Linked DNA regions of Rattus norvegicus: region 1 is linked to region 2. A link is a contact called in public Hi-C data. All regions are on one chromosome and are shown on one strand. The core of a region is the stretch at or near the end of the contact, and the rest is flanking DNA. Distances in the headings are between cores, read along the strand shown. Region 1 holds the start of Ripk4 (receptor-interacting serine-threonine kinase 4). Region 2 holds the start of Tmprss2 (transmembrane serine protease 2).

Region 1 (6,969 bases), core at 1,674-4,173, 170 kb after region 2:
TCAGATATCCTTCATATCAGATATTTACATAATGAATCATAAGAGCAGCAAAATTACAGTTATGAAGTAGCAACAAAATAATTGTATGGTTGGGGGTCACCACAACATGAGGAACTGTATACTAAAGGGTCGCAGCATTAGGAAGGCAGAGAAACACTGTTCTACCTAGGCCGGATAGTCCTGGAGCTAGACAAGCCTGGCCTCAAACTTATAAAGATTCCCGTGCCCCTGCTTCCTGAGTGCTGGGGTTAAACGGATGGGCCACCATACTGAGCTTATTTACAAGGTAGCAAAGGCAACTCGTCCCTCCCCTCAGAAGCCCGCCAAACATACGGACGGCAAAAGACCCCTAAAAAAGCTTTAACTGCAAGAAACACAATTCACCTAAAGGTGTGTTAAAGAGATGGAGGAAATAACTACCCTCCTAGCGAAATGTATGTGTGATGCCAGGGAAGCCCTAACTTTGGGGAAGCTGCCTGCAGGCCCTCACTGCTAAGCCTGTATGTTTTTCACAGCTTTTCCTTTCTTTCTTCCTGCCACCCTTTTTGGTATACTAGCCAAAACCCTAAGCCTGTTCACTCTAACGCCCTGGGCATCTTTCCACTCTCTCTGTGTCTGAAGTCCTTCTTGAGGTCCACTGTGGAGCCTGCCTGCCCGACCTCTCTCAGAAATGGAACTTTCTCTTTTGTGTCCCCGCTGCTAAGACTGGCTTGTTGGTCCTGTTGTTTTCTCTCAAACCTCAAAAAAAAGTTCCTTGAATTCCAAGTTGAAATCCTCTAATCTCTGAGGTTAGAATCCTGCAAATAAGACTTCCTGTCCTCTGGCTGGGGATGTGGAGGGGCTGCATACAAAGCCCCTAGGAAAATTCTGTTTCTAGTTCGAAAGGTAATGCCTTGCAAAGGCGGCCAAAGGCAGGACTACAGCAACAGCCCAGGTAAAGTCAGCCTCCCTCTCAAGCTTCAGAAGCAACTTGGCTAGCCCGGGGCAACAGGCCCCTCAGGCAGAGCAGAACAAAGTGAATTCCTAAGCATTTCCTGGCCGCAACACTTTGTGACTTCCTAACACCGAAGGGAGCTTAAACACTTAGCTTGTCCTGGGTGGGAGAAGTCAATCCTACGTACAAAAGAGCAAGGGCAGCCCTGACCTGGTGGCCAAGTACTTCCTGCTGGGTGCTGCTGACCTCTACCTGCCTGCTAACATGCCACCACCTGCCTGCTTCAGGCAGGGAAGAAAGACCTTGCAATTAAAGGACAAACAATTCAACACAGGCTCTCTGCAAGTGGGAAAATCCTGCCTTCGACCTGGTCACCCCCACCTTCCCCAAAAGACCTGTAGGACTGTACCACACATTGACTCCAAGGACGCCACCCCTGGGGTGGTTCATATTTACCCTCCTATAATCAAATTCTGTCAAGTGTTTGATGGTGAATAACATTCACTCTGCCTAGAAAAGGATCCCACTAAGTCTCTGAGGGCATAAGAAACACCCACGCACAGGTTTTTGTGGGTGTTGTTTTGTTTTTGTTTTTTTACCTATGAAAAACTGTGGGCTGCTATTCAAAAATGGTTTGGATTTCACCTAAACAACCATAGTGCTAGTTTTCCTCCTGGCCTGAAGGGTCGGGGAGGCTTTACACAGCTTGGTGAGCTGGTAGTGATTTTAGACACTAGTTTCCACTGTACTACAGTTTCTAAGAAAAGCTGGGTGACAGCAAAAGGCAATCAAGCAAGCAAACACAAACACAGGAGAGCTCTGACAGAGTCTCCAGGCTAGAGATGAGGCATAAAGGGAGAAGACAGAGGTCTCATCCGCAAACCATACTCCTTATTGCCACCCAGGCAGCCAGTGACACCACTCCAAAAGTAACGTTGGAATTCGGAGTTCCTGTGGCTTAAGGCTGGTCCTGCAAGCAGCTTGATGGAGTTTAAGAGGTATCTCTGGGTAAAATGCCAACATCACCACCATGTCAGCTTAATTAAAGAATAAGAATGGCATTTAAATCTGCCATTCTAAGGCTCATACATAACCTATCACTACCCCGACGTAAACAGTGAAATCTGGGGAAAATGCTTTGGAAGAACTGCTCAGCACCTCACTTCCAAATTTACTCACAAACCACAATCGCCATAGAGTTTACGGGGGACCGCTCTGAGTCCTTTCCAATCGCTGAAACAATCCGCTAGGAGGGACAAAGAAAGGCCCAAGGTGCCCGGAGTCACCTGCCCAGGGTCAAAGAAAGGCGTTTTCTGGGTCTTGGTTCCCCACCCGAAGTCCCCGAAAACGAAGGTGTGCGGAGGAAAGCGGTGGGCGGAACCAGATCCCAGACCCAAGCGGGACGCGGAGCCCTGTAAGCCGCTTTGCGCCTCGCCTGAACCCAGCCGGTGCTTCCGAACAAAATAATTACGGTCTTACACCAATTTGTGCTCCGACGAAAATTACTAAGTGGAACGGAATCTAACTCATTCACAAAGCGCGGAACCCCACACGGCAATTTCTCTAAGCCCGGCGCGGACCGCAGCGTTTGGTGGGGTCTTGGACGAGCCCGACGCACCTCGCAGGGCTCAGGGCCACCGCTCCGGATCCCAGAAGCTCTGGAGCTGCGAGGGATCCGTGGCCTGAGTGCCTCAAACTCTCTTTCCCGGCGCCTCACATAGCGCAGAGCCCCCATCCCACCCGGCCCCGCCCGGAAGCTGACCTGTCGTCGACGTGCAGACTGGGCGAGCACTTGATCGCGAGCCATGTCTTCCAGTGCACGTGGCGCACCTTGTACACCTGTCCGAAGCCGCCCGAGCCCACCTTCTCCCAGCCTGCGAATTCGCCCGCATCGAAGGTGCGCAACAGCCCCAGCGCCCACCGGCCCCGGCCCTCGCCCTCCATCGCGTGCGTATTGCCGCAGCCTGGCTCAACCGTGACCGCCCAGGTGCTCAGGTGCGCGCCCCGCCCGTTGACGTCACTTCCGACGCTATCCCTATTCGCCAGCCGGCCCGCCCCCCCCCCCCCCGACGCCTTCAAGGGAGCGGCAGTGGGTTAGAGTCCTGTGCCCGGTGATGCGGAACCTTCACCAGGGGATCCGTGGAAGCCCTGCGCTCCCTAGGGCATGCGCTGTGACTGGGCAACTTTTCACAGCAGTTGTAGTTAAGTGCCTAGTTCACTTCTCACACTGCTGCCACTCTGCAAAACACAGCAAAGTATAATCTCCAACTGGATGTGAACTTAAGATCCAATCAATCTCCTGGCTTGATCAGGTTTCCCCGGTTATGCGCATCTTCGTTTGCGGACGTTAAATCCTACACAATGCTATCGTCTGGGTCAGTTCGTGTACCCCACACCAGTGGAAAAACAGAACATTCTGTGCCCTCCTGGGAGCCTTTTGCAACTGCGCTCTTAGGTCCTGGCCATCGCTAGTCTTTTTTCTCCCTCACCTCCCCCTGCTGAAAACATTTGTTTATATTAGAGAGTTATATAGTATTCAACCTTTGGGACTGGTTTTCCACTCCTCTTGCGTCTTGTTTTTTCACCGAGCTCCTCATAGGAGGTAACTGGTTCTTTAAAATTCAATCACCCCTGCCCTATAGCTCAAGCCTGTAAATCATAGTTCTGAGGAAACTGAAGCAGGGGGAGTCACCTCAAATTTGAGATCAGCCTGGGCTTCAGTGTGAGACCTTGGTTTAAAAGCAAATATCCCTTCATTATGGAAAACAGTGACCTTTTAAAGGTAAACAGATGGCTGGAAAAGGAAGGATAATCGACCTGTTCACCTTTGGGAAATTTCAGCTTTAGGAAGAGAGCCCGGGTGAGAGGTGAAAGTGCCTGCTGGTGAGCTCTCCACTTTCACAGTGGAAACACTTGGGTCCACTGTGCTAAAGAGCCAGCTATTCCTCACCAAGCCAGATGAAAATTGGGAGAAGGGGAGCGGGCGATATGAGGACAGTAATGCTGGAGAACCTCTCTCCTGAGGGGTAGACCATTTCAAGTCATATCCTGTAACTGAGCCTTCTCCCCTGAGCCTCATCTCCCAGCTGGCTTCCCAGTGAAGGGGTCCACAGTCCCATCCCCACATGCTTACTTGGGGTTGGAGTTGGGGTTGGGGTTGGGGTTGGGGTTGGGGTTGGGGTTGGGGTTGAGGTTGGGGGTAGGGGTTTCCTAGGAGCCATAGCCACCACCTTCCTTTTCCACATAATTCGAGACCAAGGCAGCAGATGGCTATTTTAAACTCATCTGTAGTGAATAGACCTAACGTATAAGCTACCCCTTTAAGAATAATTGGGGCTTTTCAATGTATAAATATAACTTGAAAGTAAACATAGTCATTATTTTGGTAAGGAAAATAATTGACTAGAAAATGAGTCATGGCACCCATTTCCGGGGTACAGCTCCAGATATCTTTCTGTTCACGTTTCTAGTCTCACCCCGCCTGCTCCACACCAAGGAGGAAGGGGGTGACTAACAGCCCATAGTAGTCAAGTAATAAAACACTCCAATTTCATTTATTTAATCATCCATATGCTTCACTCAACAAATATTTATGGAGTGTCTGCTGCAGCCTCCGTATGGAAACTGGAGCCCAGGAAGAACAAAACAGACAGCTCACTTAGGGACCCAAGTCACAGCACTGAACTGGCTTCTCTTTTTTTCTGAGATGTCGCTTGGCTTAGCCTGCCACAGTGCATAAGCCTTGGAAGGTTTTTTGCAGATGAGCTGGAGGCTTGCTTATCAACTAGGAACCTGGGGCGGGTGGGGGTGCTGCTCACACATTCAAGTCCCCTCACCTTCCTAATGCTTATCCTACCCTTCAATTGTAAGAATGCCAAAGTTGGGATTCTACCTACACCAAACCCAGCGGTTAACCTAAGTGGTGATGCTTCTCAGTTCTCAAAGTGAACTCTTCTCCATCTGGCCCATTTATTACTATGCCCAAACCAAGGGGGTTGGCAGAGGACCCTGAACAGGACAGGGCAATTACCTGTGGCATCTTCACTGGGAGAGCACAGTTAAGCCTTGCAGGCCCAGGGCAAGAACTCAGGGCAAGTAGAGCCAAGAACTCTGGGTTTGTGGCTGCTCCACCTGGGATAGGGTCCCAAAGACTGTGACTTCAAGAGACTGAGGATTTCCCCCAGATGCTCAGATGTGGGAGGATAGCACCTACTCCAGGCTAGTCCTACATGCAGCCCTGCAATGATAATTTGAAAGCCAACCCTACCTGACAACCGCTAAACAATGGTAGTTACTTCCTACTCCCGGTGTGTATCTGGGCCAAGGGGGTTTAAAGGGTTATTTTCAAGTTAGCGGACTTCTGGATCCCTAGAGCAATCACAGCTCTGGGATGGAGTTAAGCCCAGGAGTGTGGAGCTAAAGAAGCCTGAAGCCTGAAGCCTGCCCTCCCCACTCCACCCCACCCCACCCACTTACCCCTCACCCCAGCTTCTTTCCTGCCAAAACTTGAAACTTACCAATTGTCTTTGAGTGGTGTTTTTAAAAGAATCTAGCCTGATCTTGATAGGGATTCTGCCTGCCTTAATTCTAAAGACCTCGCTTGGGTGAGGCCTGGGGTAGGTGTCTAGCAGCCCCCTGGGCAAAGGGCTGAACATACCCTCCTTTGACTCCCCACTGCTTGTCAAGCGAATACTTTCTGTTTACAGAAACACTCCTCTCTCAGAGACTCCACCCCCTTTGGCCCCTGATCCCCCACCACTCCCATCAGTCTTTCCCACGCTCTTCTGGAGAACTTTCATTCATTCCCTGCCCCAGAGATTCAACCCCAGGATGAGAGCCTGGCAGACAGTCCCAGGGGGTGGTGTGAAGCTATAGCCATATTGGCAATGACCGGCCTCTCTATTTCCTCCACACACAAGTTTCTGTGGCCTTAAAGTCCTCATTTGAAGGCTGGTGTGTGTGTGTCTGTGTCTGTGTGTGTGTGTGTGTGTTTGTGTGTGTGTGTGTGTGTGTGTGTGTGTGTAGCTCAGCACATGAATGGAGTTCTAGATCTGCATAAACCAATCCCAGCATTCTGTAAGATCAGATGCTCATCCTTAGCTACATAACAAGCCTGTGGCCAACCCAGGCTATGTGAGACGGTCCCCCAAAACAAAACAAAGCTTCCAAGAACCTTTTCAAGTAGACTGGCTCAGGCTGGAGAGAAGGCTCAGTGGTTAAGAGCACTGACTGCTCTTCCAGAGGTCCTGAGTTCAATTCCCAGCAACCACATGGTGGCTCACAACCATCTGTAATGGATCTGACGCCCTCTTCTGGTGTGTCTGAAGACAGCGAGAGTGTACTCATATAAATAAAAATTAATAAAAAGAATTTTTTAAAAGGTAAACTGGCTCACCTCCTTGGAGCCAGTGGAATTGGGGTTAGAGCCTCCCTAGAGCACCCTGAAGCCTTTGATTTTAGCTAGCTCCTCAAGGGAGCCCTGTTTGAGGACCCCCTGATGCCCAGGAGCTACCATACCAGACTCACTCTATCGGAGACACCAATCCTGGTCACTTTTATCTAGTGTTTCCAGACCCAAAGCGTTACCTGATGGTCTCATTTATTAGGTAGTTGAAACCAAACAATTTCTAAGATATGAGAAAACAACCTGAAACTTCCTACAAAATTAAATCTCAAATCACCGGGAGACCCTACAATTCTACTTTTAGGTATATGTCTTGTTTGAAATGTATGATAATTGCATATATCTTGTTTTTAGGTATATATCTTATTTTTAGGTATACTATTTATTTGAAAACAAGAATTCAAACTAAAATATGAGTATAATGTTCACATAGGTGTTATCCATAGCAGCAAATAGTAATGACTCCCAAGCCCAAAATGCATGGATGAATAAACCAACCAGGACATCTGCACACTGTGAAATAACGATGCAGCCACTAAAAGAGGTAAATTTTGGAGCTGGGGAAAGGCTCAGTAACTAAGCCCTGACAACTTGAATTAGACTCACAAAAAAAGCCCAGATGAGACTTGCA
Region 2 (6,750 bases), core at 950-3,449:
ACACACACACGCATGCTGGTAATTTCTGCAGAATAAACATTCTGTGCCTTTGCCTACTATTTGAGTCTGGGGTCTTCCTTCAGCAATTCTTGGACCCTAACACTATCTAACCTTTGCATCAGCCTCCCTATAGCTGAGGTAAACAGGTTTTAAAGAACTCACTATGTTGTCCAGCCAGAAGAAGCGAAGAGTCACATCATTGTGTGTAGCTATTCTGCAGTGTGGTCAGACTTCCTCCTCCAATGACTACAGTGCCACAGGCAAGGTTCTCTGCACTTTACTCCAAGATCTTGTTGCTAAAAAGCTGGCCTTAAAGGTGTGATGAGAGAGAGAGAGAGAGAGAGAGAGAGAGAGAGAGAGAGAGAGAGAGAGAGAGACCAAGCCTGGGAATGAGCTGAGTACATCGACCAGAGATGCCTAAAAAGACCAAAGACTGAGATATGAGTCCAAGCCACAGGAGCGCCTCTCAATTCTTTCACTTAGCCTCATGCTTTGGTGACATTCTTCAGATTCTTTCCTTTTTCTTCTTTCTCTCTTTATACGGGGTCTTACTAGAGAGCCTTGATGACCTTGAACTCACAGAGTGCCAAATGTGTCTGCCTCTGCCTCCTAAGTTCTGGAATTAAAAATAAATCTCGCCACACCTGGCTTTTGAGTTTTCATTCTAAAACATCTTATGACAGGACCAGTCAGGTCACTGCGAGAGGGACCCCAAGTACCTCTTCAGTAGAGACAGCTAAGGGTGGGGAGTGGTCCACCTTGCCTACCTGGAGGTCCTTCACCACAGACCACTGCAGTAGAGCAGTTGCCTGGGATCTTTCAGTCCCTGTGTCTCCTGGTGAAACTGCCCAGCCCCCAGCCTTCCTACCAGGAAAAGAACCTCTCCCCTTCTCCCAAACCAAGTAAACAACCCCCACCTTGCTTTGGATTTTTACACCTTGTAAATGGCCTGCCCTTTGGAACTTTCCATAAGGTCTGGCTCTTGCTGGCTGGAAGTTAGAAGGAGCCAGCACTAGATGGCTTGTCTTAGCCCCAGGTCTAAGGTAAGCATTTGCATGAAAGGTCTCCAAACCCGACCCTTGTGGGGACTCCTGCTTTTTAGGTACATCCAGGGCTTTTCCCTCCCTTAAGCAAGCTACCAGAGGCCTTTGCGCGCTCTGGACTGAGTTAGGGGCCATTGTGAAGGGCCTGGGCTCCCAGTGAGCAAAAGCCCAGCCACAAGCCACCAACACCCTCTAGGGCTTGGACACACAAAACTTGCAGGCCATGGGACAGTTAATTTCTTCAACTGGGCTTGCAGGTCCTCACACACCGCGCCCACTGTACCTTTGGGTACCCTGCCACATCCCAAGTCTCACCCAGTGAGATATTGGGGGAAAGGTGGTCAGCCTTTTCCCCAGTAGACAGCTCGCCCTTGTCAGCCAGACTTGCTGTCCCAGGGCCAGCTCCTCCAAAGTCGGTTCCAGTGAATGCCTAAAGCCAAGGCAGTCGATCCGCATCGTCGCCCCGGGTCACCGCACGGGACCGCTGGAGCACTCCCTCCCCACAGGTGGCGGACAATTCTCGTCTTGCCAAGGTCCCCAGGGCCCAGCAGCGCCGCCTGTATCGGTTCTTGGCATCTCAACCAGTTTCCAGTTTCTCTCCACCTCGGTAGGGACCAAGGAGCGGAAGGAGTTCAGGTAACCAGCCTGACTGCCGAGATTTTTCCGAAACAAAGAGAATTGAAGACGAACCTGTGCCTCTGCGCTCTAGGAAAGGATATCAGCACGCGACGCGAGCTAAGGGCTTGCTCCATCGAAGGACCCCCGCTCCTAGGGACTCTCTTCTCCAAGCCATTAGTCAGGGACCCGCAGGACCACAAGCCAAGCCGCGAATCTACGGAGTCGACTTGGGATCTCTGCCGCGCGACAAGGGATCGGGGTTATCCGGGCCCGGTCCCAGTCCCCAGGACGTACACCCGGGCCGCTCAGTCTCAAGACGGTCGCACACATGTAGCACCTTGGCCTCACCTAACTCACCTGTACCTTAGACTCCCAGCCCCGGCACCGCGGGGCGGACCCGGGTCAACCCCATTTCCTTTTCTGTGCCGGGACCCCGACCTTGTCCGGCGCGCTGCTCACCTGCTGTGCTCCCCGCCCCTCTCCGCCTCCGCCGGGGCTCTCGGTTTCCTTGTCCACTCCAAGTACACGACCTACTCCAGCTCTCGCTTAAATCTCCGGAGGCGGCGTCCCAGGAGCCAGGGTGACACCCCTAAACGCAGGTGCCCGGTCACCTCGGCCAAGAGGAGGGAACAGCCAGGAAAGGCTGTCCGGGGGAAAGAGGAGGAGTTTCCCCGAGGGAAGCCCAGGGAGCGCTCCTCCCCTAGCAGGGAGAGACCAGACCGGACTCGAGGCATTTCCCTGGCAGCGACCCGCCTCTGGAGCAGCCGACCCTTGAGGCTCAGACCCAAGGGAACGCCAGGGTCCCGGTGCGACGGATCTCTGGACTGCACGCGGAAGCCCCAAGGGAACTCTAATCCGGTCCCTTGGAAGTCTGGGAGCTGCTATATTCCCAGCCCCGACAGGCTCTGGGTTGGGGACGCCAAAAGGTCCCAGTTGGGTGCATCCCTTAAGCATAGGTGTTTCAGCTCCGGGTTTAAGGACACTCTCCGGTGAAGCCAGGCTTTCCTACTGAGGAAAATCTCTTGGGTCCGAAGTCCTCAGCCCCCAGCTCCCAGAAACTGTTACTTGTACCGAAGGTGGGGCAGAGGTGAGGTGGCAGAGAAGTTCTCTGCAGTCTTTACAACCTGGTCTTCTACTACTTGACAGACTCCGAGACACTCGGCCAAAATAAGGCTCTAAGAGACCAGAAGCAGCGCTCGCTCTAGCGAGCACCGAGCTGGTGATTTTCGACTAAAGCTGCCCCCTTTTGCATGGGGCAGCTGCAACTACAAAAATAAAACAACAAAATGACAAGGAAAAAAGAAAAAGAAAAACGTCCTCTTTGTAAAGGTGTCTGCACCAGGGAGAGAGCTGCTTGATGGGAACTTTTATCTCCCCAGGGTTTTCCCTCTAGCCCTCCCAGTTTGCTTCCATGGACCCCCCGTAGCTTGCCTTCACAACCACCACAGGAGCAAATCTCTTGTTCTCTGTATTACCTGGTAGAGGGATAAGCCTAGGTCCTCAGACAATCTCACAGTCTCAGATCGATTTTTATATTTTGAGACAAGGTCTTACTGTGTAGTCCCGGCCACCCTGGAGCTTGCATATAGACCTGGTGCTCTATCTCACGAACTGAGATCAAAGTGTTCAGAGCAAGAAGGGCATCAGAGGCTGAGAATTTTATGGAGTTTTGCAGGAGCTCCCTCCATGCCCACATGAATCAAAAATGATTTTTCTTCCGGTGATCTGTTGTGTCATTTTAAAGAATAGATTACCCAAAATGATTCAAGAGCGTTTTCCCACTTTAATAACAGGCACTCGTGAAGTATTATTACCCTAAAACCCTTGTTCCATCTGCATTACACAAAAGTCGACACAAGTTGTTTTAACTGAAAATAATGGCAGAAGAACATTAGGAACATGCTAGTGCACTGTGGCTGCCAGCCCTGGGAGCCTTTCCTGGCTTCCCTGAGATTCTTTCCCCCTCCCACTCTTCCGTGGTCCTTTCTGGAAAGGTGCTCAGCACACATATTTGTAAGGTTACATATGGAAGAGATCAGCCCTAGACTTGGTGAACTTGAAGCAGGATAAAGAGAAAATAAAAGGTAAAGCAGCCCCTTCTTTCAGGGTACAGTGGGTTGAAACCTCTCTCCAGCCAGTCAAGAGCTTCGGCACACTTGACAGAGCTGCAGATGTAACAGTGAGGTTGACAGTCCTTTTATAGGAAGGCGTTTCAAATAAGAATGTGAAAAAAGCAACAGACCACGCTTACGGTCTGAACGTGTGGGGCTGCCTTACTTCTTTCCCAGATGTAAGCCTCACAAACAAAGCTATTAACTTTCGTTTTCTTGTTAAAACATCTTGACTTCTGTTCAACCTCGTGACCAAGAGTTTTACGATATGGGTTGCGGTCCATAGGCACCGCAGAGGCTGACATATCTCGCCTAACTTCCTTGGCAACCCTGAGGTGTAACTCAGAAGTTACTAATATTGTCTATTATGGCTGTTGTAAAAATTCTTAAGCTTGACTCTCTCCGAGAAGCCAAGCCTACTCTTGAGTGCTTTATTGTCCTTTCCTCTAAGTGAGCTCTCTTACTACACCCCTAGCCCCTGTAACACAGTCAGGGTCTCACCTAAACAAAGCTGAGGAACTTACTCTGTAGACCAGGCTGGCCCTGAACTCAGAGATCCACCTATTTCTGTCTCTCTAGTGCTAGGATTAAAGGCACAGACTACCGTGCCTGGGTGTAACCTTGAACTTCTTCCCTTCCCACCTGTACAGACATTCTAGGCATGGTCCCCCATCTTACTCTTTTTCAAAATCTGTTCCTGGGGCTTCCAGAGCTTCATTTTCATCCGCGCTAAGCAAGCAGCCTTCCTAACCACCGCTCTACATTCCCCAGCCCTAAAAACGTCTCTTCATAAAATCTCCCAACTTTACCTCATATTGGCTCATCCTGGGAGTCTTTCCAATGGCAGAGTCAAGACTCCTGGTTTCAGCTGAGTGGAAGTCTCTGAAAAGAACCCAGGGACAGAGAAAGCACTTGCTGCCAAGGCTGAGACCCTGGGGCTTGATTCCTGGAAGCCACATTGTGGAAGGAGAGACCTGACTCCGGAAAGTTGCCCTCTGAATTTCACATGCACACTACAACACACAATCACAAACAACAACAACAACAAATAATAATGATAACAACATCAGGCTGCTGTAGGCTACACCGTGGGGCTGTGTAAATGTGTAACCCGGTCCAGGCCACACTGCCACTGACAGACTGAGTAAATCAGATGGCCCTCATCGGTGCCATCAAGTATAGAGGGGACTTTCCCAGGTGTGTCACTGTTGTCTAAGTGGGCTCCGGTGGGTCAATTCTACCCCACATAGCTCAGGTCTTTGGTGACAACTCACTTGTGTTTTGATACTGTGTTGATGCCCACCTGCACACAGCTAGCATGTGCACTCAGTTGTCTTGTGGAAGGCATTCATTCAACATCCATTTCCCCTTGGATATCACTTCTTCAGGGAAACAGAACTAGGAGGAAGTATTTAAGAGGCTTATTATCAAGAATTGGCTCATGACTTCGGAGAAACTTGAATCATAGCTCAGAGACCTGGGACCAAAGACCAGTCCACGTCTGATGGAGAAAGAACCAGGAACACTCAGGAATGGAGAATAATGATGTCCAACTCACGCCTCCTCTACCTTTGTTTTTTCTACCCAGAGTGTGGACAAACTAGACAACCATGAGGACAAATCTGATCTCCTCCACTCAGTGCTAACCTCGTCCAGAAGTGAGTGCTAGTCACCGACCTGGGCATCTTGTAGCCCTGACAACTTATAGTGTGAAGTTAGCCATCGTAAGTCTGCCCACACCAACAACACACCCACAACACACCCAAGTTGGTCTCTCTCAGCCAAACCAAATCCCTGAATAAAGACCACGTGAGTTTCTAATTCTCCAGAGCAAACAAATAAACAAAAATAACCTGCTCACAACTGGAAAGATGCTGATTCCCTTTCCAGAGAGCATAGAGTCCTGCATGGTGTGTCAGCTCCTCCCTGGTTCTCCCTATAGCTTACATACCATGATGTCAAACGACAGTGCCTATGAATGCAATGATAGGAAGTCAGTTCATCTTTGTGTATATGCCACATGGATGTATATGCATTTAGAGGCCAGAGGAAAACCTTAAGTATTCTTTCTCAAGTACTATCCACCTTCTTAATTTTTTTATTTTGACACAGGGTCTCTTGCTGGCTTAAAACTCATCAAGTAGTCTTAGGGGGGCCTGGCCAGCAACCCCTAAAGATTCATGTCTCTCCCCCAGGACTGGGATTACAAGTATGCACCACCATGCCTGGCTTTTACTATATAGTCTGGGAACTAAACTTAGTTCCTCATGCTTAAAGCAAGCTCTCAACCACAAGAGCCATCTCCCCAATCCTAAAGCCATTACATCGTATGTGATAAGAGAAGGAAGGAAGGCAGGCAGGCAGGCAGGCAGGCAGGCAGAAGGAAGGAAGGAAGGAAGGAAGGAAGGAAGGAAGGAAGGAAGGAAGGAAGAAAGGAAGGAAGGAACACACATTACACAAAAAGAAATATTCAAAACAAAATAAGGAATGCATATTCATGACAACTACAGTGTCACTTTCTATACAGGCTAAATGGACCTAACTGGCATTAACAACTACCTTTTGTCATTACCCACTGTGCTCACTATGCCTTCTCCAAGCACCTGAGCTGGCTGGTGGTGTGACACATGCCTTCATTCCAGAAGAGTCTGGCCTGATAGCAGTGTTCCAGAATCGGGTTGTTAAAGTTAATTACATGCATGATAAATTGAAGTGATGCCCTAAGGATTGGCCTGCACTCCAGGCAAGAGTCTGGAGTGGAGCTGTGTAACTGATCTGGGCCACACTGCATACTGCATGGTAAAGTAGCAGTATTCTTTGCTCTTAGTGGCCCAGGTCACCCATCCCCAATAGGACTGCAACTCTCTTCTTAGCCTGTCTACCCAATGTGGTCAGGTGATCCTTTTCACTTACTGCTGAATGGAAATTTTGTGTCTCCCAGCAGGAGCATCTGCCCTCAGAATGAAGTTCTCCGGTCT

The links. Hi-C and Micro-C count contacts between places; a contact is called where the count stands out from the background.
Region 1: a contact with region 2 is called in a Hi-C map of kidney, with 2.0 times the contacts expected there. The contact joins the promoter of Ripk4 here to the promoter of Tmprss2 in region 2. A contact is called at or near these places in 4 of 12 Hi-C or Micro-C datasets (kidney, liver and mammary epithelial cells).

The regions. Positions count from the first base shown.
Region 1 is chr11:50,611,246-50,618,214 of GRCr8, forward strand. Ripk4 (receptor-interacting serine-threonine kinase 4) reads right to left here and starts at 2,924. Exons shown (of 8, transcript NM_001107103.1): 1 at 2,697-2,924. The coding sequence starts at 2,878.
Region 2 is chr11:50,440,915-50,447,664 of GRCr8, forward strand. It overlaps Tmprss2 (transmembrane serine protease 2), which reads right to left and starts at 2,200. Exons shown (of 14, transcript NM_130424.3): 1 at 2,121-2,200.